Linked DNA regions of Mus musculus: region 1 is linked to region 2. Evidence: chromatin contacts called from public promoter capture Hi-C data. All regions are on one chromosome and are shown on one strand. The core of a region is the stretch at or near the end of the contact, and the rest is flanking DNA. Distances in the headings are between cores, read along the strand shown.

What was found. Capture Hi-C pulls out chosen DNA fragments and counts their contacts.
Region 1: a contact with region 2 is called in a promoter capture Hi-C map of adipose tissue, with 2.3 times the contacts expected there. The contact joins two enhancer-like sites. A contact is called at or near these places in 1 of 484 Hi-C or Micro-C datasets (liver) and 1 of 9 other capture datasets (adipose tissue).

The regions. Positions count from the first base shown.
Region 1 is chr4:76,368,843-76,371,975 of GRCm38.p6, forward strand. All of the region lies in intron 10 of Ptprd (protein tyrosine phosphatase, receptor type, D), which reads right to left. Among named protein-coding and RNA genes, the nearest start is that of Gm46893, 32 kb to the left of the region's middle. Within about 2 kb of position 1,314, at least 75 of the 459 cell types and tissues checked have an H3K27ac peak or open chromatin away from gene starts, as enhancers often do. A contact at or near this core is called in adipose tissue, where this site is marked.
Region 2 is chr4:76,099,069-76,102,387 of GRCm38.p6, forward strand. The region is part of intron 22 of Ptprd (protein tyrosine phosphatase, receptor type, D); the gene reads right to left. Among named protein-coding and RNA genes, the nearest start is that of Gm46893, 240 kb to the right of the region's middle. Within about 2 kb of position 1,388, at least 1 of the 459 cell types and tissues checked has an H3K27ac peak or open chromatin away from gene starts, as enhancers often do. A contact at or near this core is called in adipose tissue, where this site is marked.

The DNA.
Region 1 (3,133 bases), core at 64-2,563, 270 kb after region 2:
CAATAGTTTGGGTTTTTTATGCTGTTGCATTGACAAAAGGCTCTGGTCCATTTTCACATCAAGTGCTGCTCTAATGACTGAGGTTTGTTGTGGGATTTTCAAGGCCACTCATAGGCTATAGGAACCAAAGATAGGACAAAAACAGCAGGTAAGGAAATATTAACTTCCAAAAAGAAACACTGAAAACCTGAGTACCAGGATACGTCATATTCACATCACTGAGTCAGGACTTTGCCTCCTAATGCACCTTAAAGTTTTTATTTTACTCTCATATCCAGGTTCCTCTGCAGTTCACAGAAGGTGCATGCACCTGACCTCTAATGATAACTCACCCTCCATCCTAATGCTATTCTGAAGCTGTAAAACCATGAATTAGCAACAAATCCCCCACTCTTTGCCCCTTCAGCCCTTGGAGTTTAACTCCTCTCACATTACAGTATTTATTGAATTTCCCAGCCAAACGGTGTTCTGCTCCATAAAATTCTGACAAGTGGACTCTGCCAAGCTAATAATGGCTTCATTCTGCTGAAATAAACTTATTTCACTGCGGCAAACAAAACGCCATGACCTGGAAAGGTTATTTTTAACTGGGTAATGACTCAGTCCCAACCAAGCATTTCCCTCAAGGTTCCCTGTTTTAAATAAGTTACATTTCTTAAATATAAATGTATGTTATTATGTATGTTCTTGTCTGTCAATCTTCCACAATAAAGTGAAAGTGGATATTTTCATTGCTTAAAGTGTTTGATTCCATTATTCAATAGCTGGTGAGCTTATCAGAGCAGCTGTCCTGAGCTCCTGTCCTACAGAATCACCCAAAGAACCGGGGAGGAAAATAGATAAATAAAAGTGCAAAGTTCTTTTAAAGCAGAATCTCGGTTTGGCTCTGAGTTTGCTTTCAAATTCTTTAAATTCCGAACCATTTTCCAAAGTGCCTCTCAAAAATGGCTTTCTTATCACACTATTTTTTAAAATGTGAATAAATCTTGCTAAGGTCGCTTAGGCTGTTTACCAAATAAAGGTATACCCGGACAGATTTATCTGTATCCTCATTAACTAACATTTTACCTAGTTCTTACATCACCCTCAAACACACAAATTGAAAAGCAAATCCAACTTCAATTTTCTCCATACTGTTTTTAGGTTTCAGAGTGATCACCGTACTGTAAGATACGCAAAATCAAACAAATGAAGAAACAGAAACAAATGCCATGATGAGGTCAAATTTTCTCCAAGTTTCAAATGATCAGGGAGTCCAAAGGCTCAATTACAACAGCTGGGATCTTGTACCAACATGCTGCACCCTGCCAGCCCTGCCTTCTGAGACTAATAAAAGAGAAAAACCCTTGACAGAGAACAGCTGGGCTCCTTATGAAGCTGTTCAATAGAAATGAGGAGGCCACCCACAGCCCACCAGAACTCATGGCTGAGTGTGTAGGCACAAAAGCACAAAAAGAAGTCTGGTAAGATGGAACATGTATTTAAAAGAGACTGAAACCAAGAAATGGCAGTGACTAATGCGGGAGAGTTGCTGATTTCCATAGTAAAACGGTGTTACAGTCAAATCTGGCAAAGCTAGCATAGACAGGAGCCATAAGGCTAACTGAACAGAAACTTCATTCGTGCAGAAGGGAATATAGAAAATTTTAATCTGACTAGGGTCTCTGAAGACAGGATCTTTTGGTGAATTCCCTTAGCTGTGGTTCTGCCCAAACCTGAATACCCTTTGGATGACCTATAGTGGGTTTTCAATCTTTCAGTAAAAGGTTGCAATATAAAATGCCTTCCTAGTGCTTCCTGCCAATTCCTCTGCCACCAGATTGCAGAGGGCCTTGGCTACCAACAAGAACTTTCCCAGTCAAAGCCATGCCACAGAACCATTGTCAATTAGCCAAAGGAATAAAGGGCATGGAAAAAAAAATCATCAAGCCACACATGGAGATTGCAAAGTGGGTGGTGGCTACACTGTGCATAAATCCTTCACGTGAATGAAATCAGGGTTTCATGCTAGGTAAGTTAAGGTTAGATGTGCAAACTTAGGGAAACTACCATCAGAAACACAGCAAAAGCACACAGAACCCCAAAACTCTCCAGTCATTTTGGAAAGAAAACCAGGCAAGTTTCTAGGCATACGAGAAAGAAAACAAAAGCTATTACCCTTTTCCTGAATACCATGTTCTTTTAAGACTATATAAGTCACCTTTAATTGTTAAAAATGGGTCACAAACACCAGAGTTTGAGAAGGCATTTAACTTAGTGGTGTGTGTGTATGTACGAGAGAGAGAGAGAGAGAGAGAGAGAGAGAGAGAGAGAGAGAGAGAGAGAGAGAGAGAGATTTGATTTTGGCTTTGTTAGTCAACATAGAGAATGTTACAGGATCACCTAAAACAAATAATGAAGCTGAACATTGTGGTCATTTCCACCTTTACATGTGCTAGAAAATAATTTGCTTTTGAGATGTGTCCCAGAATCAAAATACAGAAAGGGTTGGAATTACATGCTTGAAGATGCATGGGAATAAATATGAATGTCTTTTTATGAAGAACTATGAAGTGATTCTTGATGCCCAAGTCTATTATCTGTCCTGAGATTCTTATGCCTCAAAATGACACAAGCTTGGTTCCCAGTACTTAATGGCAGGTAGTTCATAGCCACCTGTAACTTCAAAGGATCCAAAGTATTCTTTTGGGCTCATTAGGCACCTACACTCACATACACATAACTACATACAGGCATACATAGTTTTAAAATAACAAAATATGGGACTAGGGAGATGGCTCAGCAGCTAAGAGCATTGGCTGCTTTTCCAGAGAACTCTGGTTCAAGTCCCAGCATTCACATGCAACCTCACAATTGGTTCTTACTCCAGTCCTATGGTATCTGATGCCCTCTTCTGGCCTCCAAAGCACCATGCACATGAGATACATAGACATATAAGCACGCAAAATATCAATACACATAAAATAAATAATGATAAATAGATAAAATCAAATCAATATTGGTTCTAGAGAAAGTTCAATCATCAAGAACATTTATTGCTCTTGTAGAGGACCTGGGATTGGCTCCCAGCACGCAACTGATGTCTCACAACCATCTGTAACATTAGTTCTAGGGTTTCTGACACCCTATTCTT
Region 2 (3,319 bases), core at 138-2,637:
CAAGTAATTTAAACATAGCAGAAGGTAGATTCTATCGACCCAAGTGTAGCTTGGAATACTTTATTGTGGCTTAGTTAGGCTCATCATTATTTCTTGAAGTGAGGAGTGTCAATTTAGACCCAGACATAAAGAACATAATATCTATTTTTTAAAGTGACTTTTAATTAAACTTAAAAGCAATTTATTTCAGTTTAATTTTAGTTGACGTTACTTTTAATATATAAGGTAAATACATAGCAATGGGTTTTAAAGCCTAGAATTTTTAGTAGAATAGTGTTTAAAGCACAAAAGGGTAAATTCTGGCACAGACTAGAAGCAATGTTAACCAATAAAACAGGCTCACCTGTGCATCAGCCAGCATGACATCCTTCAGCATGGGCTGACCCTTCGGCTCGCCATTTTCCATTTTCACATAGTGCACCTGATATCCTCTTATCTGGCCATGCTGCTTATTGGGCACAGGTGAGCGCCACGAGACTTTAACAGCTGTGGCGTTGACAGCCTCCACCTCGACTTTTCGAGGAGGACCACTTGGAACTGCAACAACATCATGGGTAAAAGACAATTATAGGCACTCGTCACCGGTGCAGCAAGAGTGCTTTCTTTACAAAAATGGGTAGACCCACTATGCTTCATTGAAGAACACAGACATCTTCAACTAAGGAAAATGATCAACCAATCTGCTCTACATTTTAAGAAAAGATCAAAAAACATGACCGATGCAAAAACCAAAATGGAAGAAGAAGAAAAAAAAAAGAGTATCAGAGAAATAGAAAAACATGTAAAAAAAATGTACAAAAGCCAAGGAAGATGCTTTGAGGTCCAAAGCATTAAAGCACAAAGAAGTATTGTACTGAAATAATAACAAAAACAGATTGTTGACAGTTGTGTGTTTTTTAACATTTTTGTTTTAATAGCAGAATAAAAAGATTCTTGACTATATGGATTCTTCTCTCTTTTTTTTTTCTCATATCAAGAGGTCGTTCCATACAACAGGTGCCAAAAATCACAAGACAAAAGACAGTAAGAAGGTGGCAGTTTTGAAAGTTAATTCCACAATGAAAGAGAATTTAATAAAAAATGCCAAGAAAAACACAGGAGACATTACTTGGAGGTACAGAGAAAATCTGGATCATAGGACCATAAGAGCAAAGTGTCCCTTTAAAAGGTAGAAAATTGTTGAATTGAAATTGAACAAGAAAATAAGAAAAATAGCCCAGGATTAGGAAAGACAGGTCTTTGGCCAAAAGTTACATAATAAAAATGTTGGATCAAAAATGATGAGCAGAAAAAATTTTAAAAAGAATAACTGTTAGCCTATCCAAAGCAGACCCAGACTGTGTCAGAGGAGCGAACTGACGGAGCGGAGGCAACATACCATCTTCATCGGTTCGAATCAACACGGACAAGCTCTCAGGGCCAGGGCCGACATCTGTGTGGGCAGTCACAGTGATCCGGTATTCAGTCCATTTTTCCAGCTGTTCCAAAAGGTACTTGGTAGTATCCGAAGGAATTCCCAAAATCTCATGAGGCTTGAAGTCTTCCCCATCCACTGCAGCATACTTGAGGGAGTATTCAGTGATAATGCCATTCTGTTTTTCCACTGGTGGAGGTTGCCAACTTACCAAAATACTAGTGGAACTTGGGCTGGTACAACTAATATCTTGAGGAGGAGCTGATGGCTCTTATTTTGGTAGTGAGTTAAAGGAGGATTTGAGTGAAAGGACAGGAGTGGTTGGAAAAAAATGATAAAACAAAAGAAAAGGCAAAAATAAATAAACGAACAATAAGGGCAGAAAAAAAAACCAAAAACAATACTTTGAAACTTAAAATTTTTAACATAAATTTATGAACCTTGGCTTAGTAACATGAGTAAACAAAAAATATGAACCAATGGTCAAAATAACTGTTAAATAATGAATGGGGGAGATGTATGGAAATGAAACCATGTGTCAGAGATCCTCAAATAAAATCACCTACCTGCATTTTAAATTCTTCTTCTAAACCAATTCCTTGATATCTCCCATCCCCACTAAACTGACTAGCACCCCAAACATCAAATAATTGATGGAAACCCGAGATTTCAGAAATACCATTTCCATATCTATTCTATGTCCTTTCCACATTCTAGAATAAAGAAAATCCATCCATTGCACTCACTTGTGGAAGGACGTTTAAGTGAACAAAATAAAGTAACTGATAGATGCCCTCCTATTGAAGTCAATGAAGAAAAACAAAAAAAAAAAAAAAAGAAAACAAAAGAAAAAAGAAAAACTCAACAAACATAGAAGGGCTTACTATCTAAAAAGTCTAAGTCAGCCTGACCAGTTTTAACGGAAAGCGTTAATCTAACATTGATTGTAGCCAAAATAAAATGAGCATGCAGAATCATTAAGGAATGAGAATGCGCAGGCTGAGATTTACCTACCGAGGGCAAGGTCAGGCTTGTTGGTTCTGACTGTACTTACCCTATTGTCAGCTCTCAGCTTTTTTATTATAACTCTTCTCGTGACACCATTGCTAGTAAAGAATTAGATCCCACCAGCAAAATTTGGTAAAACTGGTATTAATCAGCTATCCCTTACAAAAGGTCAATAACACAGCAATTAAAAATACCTAGTTAACCTCCCCCAAAGAATCATGATTTATATTATTTATATATTTATATAGTTTATATTCAGTTTCTTTCCTTTTTTTTTTTTTGGATGCAGTAATTCATCGAAAGCAGATTTACATAAGAGCTAAAACACACACTTTTACTGTCCATTCTAGCATAAGACAGACATCTTCTGAGCAATTATTTCCCATCAAATTACCCCTATACATCACAATGTCAGGAAATACAGTTAAAATACTACACACAAAAATCCCACACAGTAGCTGTAAAATTGTTCGAGATAAATTGAGTGGATGGTTAATTGTTAATACTTATTAAAGAGTGAATGGCAGCATTATAAACCATCACACTTTCCATCACAAACAATGTTTTAGACAATATTTATAGAAAACAACATGTTCTGGGCATTGTGAAGCCCCATTATAACAAACTTGGCTACGCTGAGACATGCAAGCTCAAAAGAGAATGAAGTTAAGGAAGCGAAATGGCATCCAGGGCACAGATGTTCCTATGATTATTCCAATATCCTCAGATTTATCTAAACTGAGATTTTCTGTGTCTACATGGACTCTCCAGGAGTAAAAAACCAGTCATATGCACTGAGCCTTCCTCCTGAGTAGGAACAAATACATGCTAATCACTTGTTTTTAAAAGGAAATCATTTTGCTTTTTGCCACTCCATACTCTGATGTGCTCTGGCCT